Linked DNA regions of Ovis aries: region 2 is linked to region 1. The links are chromatin contacts, called in public Hi-C maps. All regions are on one chromosome and are shown on one strand. The core of a region is the stretch at or near the end of the contact, and the rest is flanking DNA. Distances in the headings are between cores, read along the strand shown. Region 1 has its middle 85 kb from the start of ERG. Region 2 overlaps ETS2 (ETS proto-oncogene 2, transcription factor).

Region 1 (7,889 bases), core at 2,388-4,887:
CTCCCATAATACTAGGATCTTGAATCAGCAATTCTTTTTTTAAAGCTTCTCTTAAGATATTAAATTGAATGCACTTTTAAATGAGGAAGAAACACTTCTTTTTCACTTTTACATTCAAAGTCTTTACCTTGATCCTCATGGAGGATACAAAATGAAATAAACATGGAATTTTGGGGAGGTTTATGATTCCGTAATAAGTGGAAGTCAGTTTTTAGTTCCTGCTCTCTCTGTAATTCTCTTTTTCAGATCCAAGTTGCAGAAAAATATTCTAAGATATCTCCAATTCAAATATGCTTCTAAAAACACATTTCTTTTTAAATAATACAGTAGTTATGTCCTTTTCTAGAGGATAAATTTGAATTTGTATTTCTAGAAGGTACTTTCAACAAAGATACTGGAAAGACATAACATTTTAGAAAAATCAAAACAACTCACACAAGTTTAGTATGTTTCAGATACTACTATATTTTGGGCTGTATAAAGACCAAATCCATAATCTGTATGAAGAATGTTTTGTAAACACTGTATTTTGTTAAGATTTACTTTCTGATAAAATGAAATGCTTTAAAAATGATCTTTTCCCCCTGATTTTCAAGTGATCAATTCTGAAGAAGACAGGTAACTTGATTGCTTAGAGCACTGTGGAGTCATAAGCCTGCTTTAGAATTCTGGCATCCCCTTTTAGTAGGGAGGAGTGTAGCCACAAGCAGTTTTATTTATTCTGAGTCTCCCTTGCTTTTTTCCCATCTGTAAAGGGGGACCAATAGTCCATCTAAGTAAAAATTTTTTGAGAGTAAATGGCTTAATATACATTGAACACTTAGAGATGTACTTTGCACAAAGTAAGTGCTCATTTAACTTTGTGAAATTTTGGCAAATCTGAAAGAAACCCAGCGGAAAAAATAAAGCCACTCATTTTCCACCACTCACAGAACCAACTAAATAGCATTTGACTATTATCCATCTTATAACCTGTTTGAAAGTATACAATTCATGAAAATTCTCATGCCTTTTGTTTCACTTAACATGTAGTATTTAAATTATTTGTAAGCATTTTGTGTCCCTTCCATAATTTTCTTAATTATTTCCTTATTGTTGAATACTTAGGTTGTTTCCCCTAATATCAAAACACATTTAAAAAAATCTTGAACTTAGTTTTATCCTTATTATATAGAGCTATCTCTAAACTACAGAGTTGTTTAACACTCTCTGCTAATAAAGTAACATGCATTTTTGAAAACCTTTACAAAACATGATGTATTAGACAGAGGATTATTGAGACACGGTGGAAATGAAGCCTTTTATCTCTGTGTTGGGAAATAACGTGTTTCCTATGAGAAATAGTAGTAGAGTAAAATTCATTGAGAACCTTGTATGTTCTTAGCCCAGAACCTATCTCAAATGCTTTACATGTATTAACTCGAACCTTGTAGCCAGCCACCTTAAGAATGGTGGTTATTTCCATTTAGCAGATGAAAACACTGAGGCACTGTAAGTTTAAATCACTTGCCTATGCTGCTGCTGCTGCTAAGTCACTTCAGTCGTGTACGACTCTGTGTGACCTAATAGACGGCAGCCCACCAGGCTCCTCCGTCCATGGGATTTTCCAGGCAAGAGTACTGGAGTGGAGTGCCATTGCCTTCTCCGCACTTGCCTGTGGGCACCACTCTAATAATTGGCAGACATGATTCAAACCCAGGAAATCTACGCCCAGAAATTGCATTCCCAGCCATTTAATTTTTTATGTAGGGGTTTTATTCTGGATATTTAATCAAGAACTCTGTACTGCTGTTTCCCTTCCATTATTCTTTACCAGGAAGAAAAAATAGGTCAAGGACATTTTGGTAAACTGATATTTTTTCTGAATATAGGGGCCAAAGCTTAGACAAGCTTTCACATAATGAATTATTTAGGCATTTGGTTTTCTGAGCTCTAATTTAGTACTGGATCAAAATATCAGTGGTTATTTTTATTTTAAATTGGGTTATGGTATAACTTTGAGAAAATGACTACATTGTTTTCAAATAAGCATTTCTCTTTTTTTACTGACCGTGACCTTGTATTTCACATAAGTGTACATCTCCTGTAAGGAATGCTTGCAGGTGGAAAAAACAGGAGTGTCTTTTCTGTACAGTCCTTATCCAATCAGTTACCCGAAAAACATTTGAACAACACATTTTCCATTTTTCTGTCTCCTCCAAATTGCGGGGTGAATAGCTCATAACCCAACATCTGCATACACTCTTGGGGGTTACAGGAGAGTTGTTTGGGGAGAGAAACCACACGCACAGATACATTCAAAGGGTGTTTCCTGGGGGAAAGGAGTCTGGTTTTCATTCTTAGCTTTTCATGTAGGACTTGACTCCTCCCAGAACAGACAGCCCTTGTGGGTTTGAAAATGAAACAGAAAACTAGGAAATGACACTGCAGAGGATCTTGTTCTCTTCTTTTACTGCAAAGTCTCTCTTGAACTTGAGTGTTTCTGGGTGAGGTGCATGATATTCTACTCAATTTGTTTCATGATTCAGCCTCATAAAACATGGTTCTTGCCCTGGAGGATGCTGGCTTTTTCCCATTCTTTTCATTATTCTTCCAACTGCACCATTTGAGCCACAGGGCTCTCTCTTTGTCCTTCCCTAAATTTTCAAGGAATGGAATGAAGTTCTTAGAACTATGACTCCAATTACAGATTATTTAGAATTTACAAAGGAATCCAAATGAACATCTCTAGATAGTTTATTTTATTCTTTAAAAGGGCATATGTTTTGTTTACTGAAAAGACTAGAAAATGCTGGGACATTTCATTTTGGAAGTCTCTTGGAAAAAATGTGCAGACTTAAGCTAAATGTACAGTCCTAGCTTTTAAGAGCACTTCCTTCCCCAAATTGAACTTTTTTGCCTATGTGCTCCAATTTTTTTTTTTTTTAGGTTTGTTTAAACAGAGACAAGAATCACCCATATTTAAACAGCGATCTGAAGAACAGATCTTGTTACCGTACTTACAAAAGGCAGTCATAATTTTGCAAGGTAACAAGACACGGCGGGGGGGTGGGGGGGGGGGGGAGGGGTTTGAGGAACAATCACTTTGAATTCATTTGCGTGTGAAAGGAGAACAAACTAACTTGACAAGTCCTCCTAGGACCTCTGAAAAGCGGAAATGAGGGTTAATGCTGAAATGCTGAATCCCAGTAAGACTCTCTAAGATTTGGTTTCGGATCCTCACTTTTATCTGCACAGCCTGGCTTAGGATGCATACCGGGCCGAAGCTGCTGGGTGCTCCCAGAGACCATACCAAGTGCCCTCTTCCTCTCACCGGAGGGCCTGGGGCTCCCGCCGCCGAGCGGCAGTGGTTTTCACACAATTGGTTTCTGTTCGCACAGCTACACCAGGTGCTGCGCGGGGTCCAGGCTATTCCGGCGCCTCCTCTTACCCAGTGGCCAGATCTCCCTTTGGGCTCCCCAACTCCTTTTAGGTCTTTTTCTTCGGCTTTATGCACAGCCATGTCTTCTGGGCACGCTTTCCAGACGCTTATCCCATTCACCCCGAAGCGATGTTTCCGACCGTCTCAAGTCCACTCTCTGACGGTCATGTTTGGAAAGCGCTTCCAGGCTCAGCGCTTCCAGGCCAATTGAGAAGCAGCGTTTGCCTCGAGCGTCACCACCTGGTGGAAATGGGAATGACCGCCGCTTGCTGCTGAGGTTCAAAATGGAAAATGACTGCGGTGGCATTTCTAGTTTCTGTATTCTAAATATGGGGAAAAACCAAGATCATGGCACCTGGTCCCATCACTTCATGGCAAGTAGAAGGGGAAAATGTAGAAGCAGTTACAGATTCACTGCTGACAATGATTACAGCCACGAAATTAAGACACTTGCTCCTTGGGAGGAAAGCTATGACGAACGCAGACGGCGTATTAAAAAGCAGAGCCATCACTTTGCCTACAAAGGTTCGCGTAGTCAAAGCTATGGCTTTTCCAGGGGTCATGTATGGATATGAGAATTGCATCATAAAGAAGGCTGAGCACCAAAGAATTTGCTTTCAAACTGTGGTGCTAGAGAAGACTCTTGAGAGTCCCTTGGACTGCAAGAGTGCATCAGTTCATCCTAAAGGAAATCAACCCTGAATATTCATCGGAACGACTGATGCTGAAGCTGAAGCTCCAATCCTTTGGCCACTTGATGTGAAGAGCCAACTTTTTGGAAAAATGCTCTGATGCTGGGAAAGATTGAGGGCAGGAGGAGAAGGGGACGACAGAGGATGAGACGGCTGGATGGCATCATTGATCCAATGGACATGAATTTGAGCAAGCTTCAGGAGATAATGAAGGATAGGGAAGCCTGACATGCTGCAGTCCATGGGGTCACAAAAAGTTAGACACGACTGAGTAACTGAACAACAACAAATTTATAAGATATTAAGAGTGCAAGTTAAGAAATGATTTACTGGAGAATTCTCTGGCGGTTCAGTGGTTAAAAGTACAGCCCTCCATTGCAGAGGGCACAGGGCTGATTGCTAATATCTAAGATCCTGAATGCTGCATGGCATGGCCAAAAAAAGAAAGGAATGTTTTACTGATAGAAGCTTCTGACCAAAATGCATTTAAATACCTAAAAAGATGCATTAAACTTAGGGGTGTTCTCAACATTATCCTAATTGGCATTGCCAGGTAACATAATAGATATCCAGGCAGTTGGAGTGGGGACAGGCCTGCAGGAAGCTAGCTGGGCTCTCTCTCTGAGTGGGGGACTAGGACTGGATTAGACTCGGGGGGAGTTCTAAACCTGCCTCTGACAGCATCATTATGAAACCTGGGTAAATCATTTCACATCCGGGAGCTTTCTCCTTTGCTTAACAAATGTGTAAAGGGAATCAGCTAAGTGCTGGATACCAGATGGGGTAGTGTGTTGAGATAATAGGTGACAGGAGGTTGAGCTTATCTTGAGTTCACAGTCAAGGCTGACTTTTGAAAAATTACATGAAATTTCAAAATAAAAGTATAAGCAAATGTAAAAGGAAAATATCTAAAACACCTAAAAGAAGATGAGTTATAGAGGCCTCTTAAGCTCTTAAAGGCCCTGCATCTGCTTGTAGTTTAGCGCCCTTTAAGCAGATGATCCCTACCAACTGAGAAAAGTTAGAGTGGAGAAAGCACTAATTTGAAAAGGCCCGCACCTGAATATTCATAGCAGCACTATTTTTAGCAGCCAAGATGTGGAAGCAGCCTGAGTGCCCACTGACAGATGAATGGATAAAGATATGGTGTGTATACACACAGACACAGACACACACACACACACAGACACACACACACAGACAGACACACACACAGACACATAGACACACACAGACACACACACACAGACACACGCACACACAGACACACACAGACACACATACACAGACACACACAGACACACACAGACACACACACACAGACACACACAGACACACAGACACACATACAGACACACACAGACACACAGACACACACACAGACACACACATACAGACACAGACACACACACAGACACACACACAGACACACACACACACAGACACACACACACAGACACACAGACACACACAGACACATACACAGACACACACAGACACACACACAGACACACACAGACACACACAGACACACACACAGACACACACACAGACACACACAGACACACACAGACACACACAGACACAGACACACAGACACACACACACAGACACACACACAGACACACACACAGACACACAGACACAGACACAGACACACACAGACACACACACACAGACACACACACAGACACAGACAGACAGACACACACACAGACACAGACACACACAGACACACACACACAGACACACACACACAGACACACACAGACACACACACACACAGACACACACAGACACACACAGACACACACACAGACACACACAGACACACACAGACACACACACAGACACACACACACACAGACACACACAGACACACACACAGAGACACACACAGAGACACACACAGACACACACACACAGACACACACACAGAGACACACACACAGAGACACACACAGACACACACACAGACACACACAGACACACAGACACACACACAGACACACACAGACACACACACAGACACAGACACACACACAGACACACACAGACACACACACACAGACACACACACACAGACACACACAGACACACACACAGACACACACAGACACACACACACAGACACACACACACAGACACACACACACAGACACACAGACACACAGACATACACACAGACACACACACAGACACACACAGACACACACACAGACACACACAGACGCACACACACAGACACACACACACAGACATACACACACACACACACACTGGAATACTACTCAGCCATAAAAAAGAATGCATGTGCTTAGTCACTTCAGCCAGGTCTGGCTCTTTGCGACCCTATGGACTGTGGTCCATCAGGCTCCTCTGTCCATGGGATTCCCCAGGCAAGACTATTGAAGTGGGCTGCTGTGCCCTCCTGCATAGGATCTTCCCAACCCAGGAATCAAATCTGTGTGTCTTATGTCTCCCAGGAATCAAATCTGTGTCTCTTATGTCTCCTGCGTTGGCAGGCATGTTCTTTACCACTGGTGTCACCTGCTGCTGCTGCTGCTAAGATGCTTCAGTCATGTCCGACCCTGTGTGACCCCATAGACGGCAGCCCACCAGGCTCCCCCATCCCTGGGATTCTCCAGGCAAGAACACTGGAGTGGAGAGCCCTAAAAAAAAGGATGACATGATGCTAGTTTCAGCACCATGGATGGACCTACAGATTGTCATACTAAGTGAAGTAAGTCAGACAGAGAAGGACAAATTCCACATGAAACCACTTTCACGTGGAATCTAAAATGTGACGCAATGAACAGACACAGACTCTCAGACATAGAAAGCAAACTTATGGTTACCAAAGGAGAAAGAGGGTGGAGAGAGAGAGAGAGTAAGAGTCAGGGATAATGGAAGTGTTAGTTGCTCACTCTTTGAGGCCCCATGGACTGTAGCCTACCACGCTCCCCTGTCCATGGGACTTCCTGGCAAGAGTACTGGAGTGGGTAGCCATTCCCTTCTCCAGGAGTCTTCCCAACCCAGGGATTGAGCCTGGGCTTCCTGCATTGCAGAGAGATTTTTCACTCTCTGAGCCGTCAGGGAAGCCCAAGACACACCCTACTATGTTGTTTGTCGTTCCGTCGCTAAGTCATGTCCAGCTCTTTGCAATCCCACGGGCTTCAGTGTGCCGGACTTCCCTGTCCTTCACCGTCCCCTGGAGTCTGCTCAAACTCATGTCCATTGAGTTGGGGACGATATCCCACCATCTCATTCTCTGTCGCCCCCTTCTCTTCCTGCCTTCAGTCTTTCTCAGCATCAGGGTAATTTCACGACTGCCGTCACCAACACTACTATATATAAAGCAAGCAAACAACAAGGGCCTGCTTATGCTACAGAGAACCACACTCCTCCTTATCTGGCAACAATCTGGAAAAGAATGTGAAAAAAATAATATACATACATATGATATAAATATATATAAAACTGAATTACTTTGCTATACGCTTGAAACTAACACAACATCATAAATTAACTCTGCTTCAATAAAAATAAAACGGCAACACACACAGAAAAGCGAGAACCTTGTATATTAGATCTGCATTATATCTGTCTTTGAATATATCTGTTTTTCCCAAAGTGGCTGGAGAAAACAAAATTAAAGATCCAAGGGCTGAATTGCCATTTTTCAAAGATCATTTTTGATATGTGTTTGGATAAAGAAACCAGAAACTCCAGTTTTAAAAGGAGGAGTGGGAACATTTTAATATGCAGTACTGGCC
Region 2 (7,889 bases), core at 3,314-5,813, 94 kb before region 1:
ACAGCCGTGAGCACACATAACTACTGCCTGTGCACGGGTAAAGACAGGGTGATTCTGTAGCATCCTGGGCATTTCACACCCATGAAACAGGAACTGGGGCTCTGCACAAGGCGCTTGTTCCTGCTTCCTCTTCTCTTCTGGAGAGGGATGAAGGAGATCCTTTGCGAGAGGCACGCGCTCATGGGGAGGGCGTCTCTGCCAGTAAGGCTCAATGTATTTTTAACACTAGTCTCAATGCTCTTTTTAGGTCTAAATCAACATTTTCTACATGAGAGTTCTTTTGCTTGAAGGGCAGTTTCTGTACAATATTTCAGTGTATAAAATATACTTCAATTACTTCTACATTTGTTTATAAACATAAAACAAAAAGTCTTTGTGGGATCCCATCTGGTCTTAGGGAAAATAACTGTAAAATTCCCAGTTTATCAAAGGCATGCTTTTGTTGGGACCAAATGATTTCTTAAGGCTCTGTAAAGTGAGCCCCCAAACACAGGCATCCCAGTTGCCTTGACGTCAGAGCCACATGTATGCCTCCGACTCATGAGGTCTGGCGACACTGAACACCTTGGTGACTAAGGCTCCCACCTTGTGGCTAATGCTCCCCACACACGTACTTAAGTGGAACTGAAATCTATAATCACCACCACAGAGCTGACTCGTGGCAATGCCATTTTCAGTCCATCTGCCTTCCATCACTGAATCGCCGACCCTACAGTTAGCATGCACAGCTCCCCTCTTCACTCTTTCCCACCACAATCGCCCCGTTGCTCACAGGTACCTTTGATCATCTGCTCCAGATGCTCCCAGAGAATATCGCCCACAAAGTCGGGCGCCAGCTCCAAAAAGCGCTCTTTGCCGAGGTTACACAGCACCTGCCCTGTCATGCCAAACCTCTGCAGGTTTACATCCACCAGACTGAACTCGTTGGTGGCCCAGAGAAGCCACTGGCACACCTGCTGCTCAGTCCACAGCCATGGACCTAGCAGGGAGGGGAGAAAAGGCGGTGAGGCCAGACGCACTCCTGATTTACCTGCAGAGCCCTGATGGGCACCAGGGCTCAGGGTGATGAGCCAGCAGATACCCAGGAAGAGGCTGAGGTGCTAACAGCAGTGCTGGAAGAAGTGTTCAGAGGGGTGGGTTTTGAAATAAAAACTGGCTCAGCTTCATGAGATTTCTGTCTCTCTTTGCAAGACACCCTAGGTGCATGCTTGAAATGACGCCATCTCAAGCTATGGCGGCCCGACTCCCTCCCTGGTCTAGCACGGCGCAGGGCAGAATGCAGCGCCAAGAAGCAGCACTTACTCTTTGGGATCCCCAGCCGGCGTTGCTCCTTTTTGAAGCCACTGAAGGTGGCTTTTAAGGCTTGACTCATCACAGCCTTGCTGCATGGGGTCAGCAGAGGCAACTCGCAGTTGGCTGAGTCTGGAAAACAAACCCCACGGGGACGTTAAAGAGTTCCAGCTGGCCACAACACAGGGCGAACGGATAGGGGAGGAGGGAGGGAGTCTTAGCTCCTATGGAAGAACAATGAGAATCCTCAGTCTTCAGCATCATTCCCCAGAGGAGCGTAAATATTAATATGAATCAAAACGGTTTCTGAACGAAACTGAGAAAATATAATTTAATAAAACACGTATTACTTTAATCATTCTGTAACTATACTTCTTACGATTTAATAACTACCCTTATTTGGAAAAAAAATGTAAAGCAACACTCCAGAGTTGAATTTTTGCCAAACTTCAGAAAGCAGCGATCAATGCCTAGGTAAGGTTTCTCTTGCAGGCCAGCCAGTCTTACATTTTTGACAACGGAGGAAGTTGCGTGGTTTCTCACCAAAAGCCTTAAGGGGTTGTAAATGGCTAATCTGAAAGCGACTTCCATCCATTAAACTAAGCTGCAGGCAAAGGGACAGCAGATGTCACAGGAACACATAGTACTTAGCACCTGTGACGTCAGTTTTTGGGAAAACAACGTTCTCTGCATTCCCTCAGCAATTTCAAGAATGATGAATGGCTGTCACGTGACAGCACACTTACGCAAGCATATGCGTTTTAATTAATTTTCTGGGCTGTATTTTTTAGCACTGACTTCATGTGACAAAGTCACCTCTGGAATGTCTCCCCCTAATAACTTTATCATAGTAATCACAGAGGCATCACCTGATGGGCTATTCCTTTCAAAAGAATGAACACTGATGTGAAGAGCTATAGGCACAAAGGCAGATGATTAAAGATGAGCAGGAATACTTTGCTGCCCCAAAACCGGCGGTAATGGGGGGAAAATCTAAGCTAAGGATGTGAACCTAGGATGAAAAGGTGGGGTGCACTGTGAGGTCCACTGGTCTGCGTCACAGAGGGGACTGGGAGATGGGGCCTGGGCTGGCTGCAGAGTTGGAGCAGCCTAAGGAGCCGCTCAGGGCCCCTTGCGGTTTGCCCCCCGCAGGGCACCTCCTCTCCCTGGGGTGCGTCTGGCGGGTAAGGACTTCACAGTCACCAGCCGCATAAAAAGAACTGTTTTCTCCCAGATCCCAGCCTCTGTCTGACTTTTCATACAGATTCAAGGCATCAACGTGCATCCCTTACGAACGGTCATCTGTGAACTGAGATCCTTAGGGACATCACACTCAATTCATCAGGTCTGAGTAACCAATTACCGTGAGAAATCGAATCCAAGCCAGTTGGCACTTCCTGGAGTGTTTGCTCTTCATTTAGGGAGGGGAAAACCGCAAGCAGGGACCCATCAAAGGTGTCAAAGGCGGCCTGGCGCTGCAAAAGGCAAGAGGGAAAGAAAACGCAAACGTTGGCATTTACACTTAGTTAATGACCTGTTTTAAAAGTGGTCCATGGGCAGCCTCACCAAGACACCCTAAAACTCAATTTGCCAGTTATAAAGCCACGCATGGAATCGACCAGTTGGTACTCTGAGCAGACTTCTAAGAAGATCCAAGTGACCCAAAGGATCTCTTTACTCTGGGTCACTTACAGGCACACCTTGGAGACGCTGCAGGCTTGGTTCCAGACCACCAAAATACAGTAACTATCACAGTAAAGCGAGTCACAGAAATTTCTTGGCTTCCCAATACATACAAAAGTTACTCTTACACCATTAAGTATGCAACAACAGCATGCTGTCTAAAAACTGTGCACATACCTTAATTAAAAAATTAAGTGTGCACATACCTTAATTAAAAAATACTTTATTGCTAAAAAATGCTAACCATCATCTGAGCCTTACTTTGTAATCTTTTTGGTAGCAGAGGGTTTAAAATATGTCGAGGATTACCAAAATGTGACAGAGACACGAAGTGATCAAATGCTGTTGGAAAAATGGTGCCAATCAATGCTAGACTGCAGCGTTAGCACAAGCCTTCAATTTGTAAAAAAAAAAAAAAAAAAAAAAACCACACCACCTCAGTATAGCAAAGTGCAGTCTATCAAGGTCTGCCTGTCATCAACCACAGAATCAGAATGACTGGGAATTTACTTTTAATGGCCTAATCAAGTTAAATGTATAGGTTAAGCAAACAAACCTAAAACCAAGAGAATCTTAGAACAGTGCCTGGAGGGACTCAGAAACCACCTCAATCGAAACACCTGGCCCTTCTCAGCTAAATGGGTGAGACAGGCAGGCCGTGTGCATAAGGAAAGCAACAATGTAACATTATCCCCTAATTAAAAAGAAAAAAATCCTATGAGAAATCATAATGGAAAATAATATTTTTAAAATGTACATCTATGTACATACGTTTAAATATATATATGTATAACCCAATCACTTTGCTGTATGACAGGAATTAACAACGTAAATCAACTATGTGTGTGTACAGGTAATTGTGTCTGACTTTTTGCAACCCTATGGACTGTAGCCCTCCAGGCACCTCTGTCCATGGAATTTTCCAAGCAAGAACACTGGAGTGGGTTGCCATTTCCCCCTCCAAAGGATCTTCCAGAACCAGGGATCAAACCTGTGTCTCCTGCCTCTCATGCCTTAGCAGGCAGATTCTTTACCACCGCACCCCCTAGGAAGCCCTACTATATTTATACTTCAATATATAAGGAAAATAAATAAGGGGGGGAGGGAAGAAACAAAAAAAAAGATCCTTGGCAAAACAGCTTCAGCTCACTGCAATTAAGATGAAAGGCAGGGAAAGGAAAAAATCAAATGACAAAAATCAAACAAAATACTTATGAGAACATTCCTTAAGATTTAATTTTGTAAAAATGTAGTGTATTGAAAAGGTCACTCCGTCACTGCCTCCCATCATCTATGAAGGGGAAAGATTTCCAAAGAAAACAGATTTAAAGTTAAACTACCTACAATTTAGGGGAAGAGACACACACAGAAAGATAAGCTTGGAGCTGTGAGAATTTCAAATACAAATGGAAGAGCCTGTACTGTAAGACTCATTTGTAAGTAACAGACAAAGGCCTGATTCATCATTGCCTCACTTGTGGAAGAAAAACGTGAAGAACGGCTATATTTTTCCAACATAAGCTGGAAATCCCATGTCATGTGTAATACAGTGACCCATTCATTTGAGTCATCAATTAAAAAGTGTGTAACACATTCACAGATCCAGTGGTTGGTGTGCTTTCTGTTTAGAAATGCAGAACAGTGAATGATGCATGGCGTAAGAGGGTAGACAGAAGTTGGAGCTGTGCCCAATGATGTTGGCGCCCAGCCCCCCAGAAAACCCAAAGCAGGGATACCAACTGCCCAAGACGCACAGGGTGGAGGGGGGGAGGGGGGACGGGGAGAGGCCAGTCATGCATGTGTGAAATGCTCATCTCAACTTATAAAATGGCTTATAGCAATGCTAATTTGGGTGACATACCAGATAGATTTTTAAAATTCCTAGCGTGGAAGCCTGGCATGCTGCAGTCCAAGGGGTTGCAAAGAGTCGTACAGGACTAAGCAACCGAACAACAAAGCGCGGCCCAGGTGACTGAGAAATGCCTTTCCTTTCCTGACTGTGCTTCTATTCTGTTTTTAAAACCAAGAAGCCAAAAGACAAGATAAATTCCCACTGCGTATTTCAACACATCAGTTTCAGCAAAAACGATTTCTTCTCCAAGCCCAGAAATCACACAGGCCTAAGCTCTTTGAGTTTGTAGGAGAAATTTTCTCTCTAGAGGTGTCGTTTCAAACTTAATATTACTGTAATTTCTTGTATGGTTTCTGCTAGGCCACAGTGAAAACGTCTGACCAGACTGAACAACAACAAAAACCTCACTGGCTTGAAATCTGATCAGTTTCATGATCCTCTGGAAGGACCTGTGTCAGTTTTTGCCTCCTGGGGTTTGATCAGACAAACCGCCTCATAACGATAGAGAAAAGCAGAACGTGCTAGAGACACAATATTATACAAAACACTACCGATCTAAAACCACTGCCTCTGAGACATGTTTACCACAGAACAGTAAAAAAAAAAAATCAAATCTCGCTGTCACACTTGGAGAAGGCAAATGGGAAATTATCAACTTGTGTTGCTAAAGAATGCTCCCAAAAGGGAGCGAGATAGAAGCTACATGAAATGTTTATTACAAGGGAGGAGGCTGTTTAATCTGTTTTTCTTTGTTTTTAAACAGCCGCAGTTGTCCCAGGAAGGACAGACTGCCTGAACCCCATGGGCACTGACCCCTCTGATCAGAGTAGGACCAGCAGCCAATAATTGGGCCTGCCTGCCTCCTCTAAGCTCTTTCAGCTCTTTGCCATCACTTGAGGAAACTTCCTGGGTGGATAGAACAGATAGCTCCTGGAGTTCTGTTCTCTTGAGAATTTATAGAACGTTCCACCTGGTAGGAGCCTCAGAAATCAACTACCAAGGCCGCACCATCTGCAAATTGAATGGTTTCCTTCATATCTTGGAGGATAAGTCAAACAAACACCAGGAAAACCATTTAACAGATGAAAACGCTGAGACCCAGAGATTAAGCAAACAGTCCAGAGTCACACAACCAGTCTCACAGCTAGAACCAGTCTCCTGGGAGCCAGTTGTTTTTTCACTTCAAGAAACTGAGCTTTCCAATTTTTGTTAAGTTTTTATTAAGACTCGTTCACTCACCTTGAGTGTCCCTCTGTAACTGCTGGCCACAGGGGCCACCTGGTCCATGTTCTTGATTCCAAAATCATTCATCTTTAACAAAGAAGAAAGAAAAATTAAGAGCTGAAAGAGGCAACAAACCAAGGTGATTGTTAAACCCGCATCCACACCTCAGTTCAAGTGCTCCAGCCCTAACAGGTCATTCAGAACTGAATGCCAGGAATTCTTCTCACAAAGGTGATGCTACTCAAGGAATTAAATAATAATGCCACCTGCAGAATTCCCTTAGGATCTGAGGCGCTCAGATAAAGCTGCCTTCGGGCTGACTGGGATAGCACGGGACAGGAGTGGAGATCTGTCTTTCATCGTCAATTTCAAGGTCAGCTCAGGGTGTAGGAGCTGTTGGGGGCTGTGGGCGGGTGGGCTGCCCAGCCGTGGACCACCTCCTGCATGCAAGGGGCAGTCAGCTCAATCTGGGAGCTCCAGAGCCAGCCGCCACCGCCACTCCTGGGCAGATCCAAATCCTGGAAAGCCCACTGGAAGACCTGCCTAGGAGGCGCCCTTTCCTCTCCAAGCTCAGGAAGCATAGAATAAGGAAGAACCACGGCTTGAGATCAAACCCTCCTGCATTATCTTAGATTCTCCAGCGTTGAGCACACAAGCTCAAAATCCTGCGTTTTCGGGCTGCTCAGCTGTTTGTTTCTTTAAGAGGAAGTAACTCCGACTGCAGACCTGCCTGACTTGCTCGGATGCCCTGGGCTTTTACCTTGGATCTGCGCTGACCCATGTGGTAACCACGTGTGACTCCTGAGCACTTGGCCCTGGACGAGGGCGGACTCAGATGTGCTTGCCCTCGATTTCAAAGATTTCGCAGCGAAAAGTCAACTATCTCAGTTTTGACTCTTTATTTACTGTGTGTTTATGTAATATTCTGAATGTGTTAGGCTAACTGAAATTAATTTCATCTACTTCACTGTATTTAACTGCGGCCCTTAGAAAACTTAAGAGCTACATGTATGACCTGCAATTGAACAGTTCCCTAAGTGACCTGTGATTTGCTGTAATCAACTGAAAACTTATCTGGGGCCCTAAAACGTTACTGTTTGCCAGGGTAAGTTAAATATTAGTACATGAGAAAAGTACTTAGGTAATCCTGCCAGAGCATTAGATGAAAAAAAAAAAAAACAGAGCAACTGAAGCTGATTTTCGAGTACCCTGGGAAAGCCCCCACGACAGCAACCCACCCTCCTGGCTTCAGGACCAGGAACTGGAGATCTAGAATAGGGAACTTCAGGGGTATCTCTCACTGCCCACTCTGAGGTCTCCACTAGGTGCTGCTACCTGTTTCAACCAAAACTTTGAGTAATTAAAATATTGTGCAATGGCTAAGGCTGACTAGCAGAGGCAAACAGCATATTTTCCTGTAACTACTTAATTCGAGTTTGTCCTTTCTTATTTTCCCTTTTTGGTCAACATTATGGCTAAACCAGACCTCCTAAGGACTCAGCATACAGACACAGACACACCTCCTTGGCTAGAAAGGCAGTGTGGGAGGAGAGTCCCTGCCACAGGGGAGGCCAGAGGCACTGGGTGTATGTGGGTGGGGGTGGTGTGCACGCTCAGTCGTGTCAGACTCCATGACCCCATGCACTGGAGCCCGCCAGGCTCCTCTGTCCATGGAATTTTCCAGGCAAGAATCCTGGAGTGGGTTGCCATTTCCTCCTCCAGGGGATCTTCCTGACCCAGGGATGGAACCTGTGTCTCCTGCACTGGCAGGCAGATGCTTTACCACCGAGCCACCTGGGGGCTGGGGGGAGTTGTTAAAAACCTCTGAGGGCAGGTCATC

The links. Hi-C and Micro-C count contacts between places; a contact is called where the count stands out from the background.
Region 2: a Hi-C map of hypothalamus shows a contact between it and region 1, with 5 times the contacts expected there. The contact joins two enhancer-like sites. A contact is called at or near these places in 4 of 16 Hi-C or Micro-C datasets (hypothalamus, liver, skin fibroblasts and 1 more).

What each region holds. Positions count from the first base shown.
Region 1 is chr1:271,692,694-271,700,582 of ARS-UI_Ramb_v3.0, reverse strand. No RefSeq gene overlaps it. Among named protein-coding and RNA genes, the nearest start is that of ERG, 85 kb to the right of the region's middle. Within about 2 kb of position 3,637, at least 20 of the 54 cell types and tissues checked have an H3K27ac peak or open chromatin away from gene starts, as enhancers often do.
Region 2 is chr1:271,787,890-271,795,778 of ARS-UI_Ramb_v3.0, reverse strand. ETS2 (ETS proto-oncogene 2, transcription factor) reads right to left here. Exons shown (of 9, transcript XM_027961791.2): 2 at 6,065-6,136; 3 at 2,654-2,765; 4 at 1,303-1,422; 5 at 779-979. The coding sequence starts at 6,136. It also overlaps the pseudogene LOC114110640. Among named protein-coding and RNA genes, the nearest start is that of ETS2, 6.8 kb to the right of the region's middle. Within about 2 kb of position 4,563, at least 8 of the 54 cell types and tissues checked have an H3K27ac peak or open chromatin away from gene starts, as enhancers often do.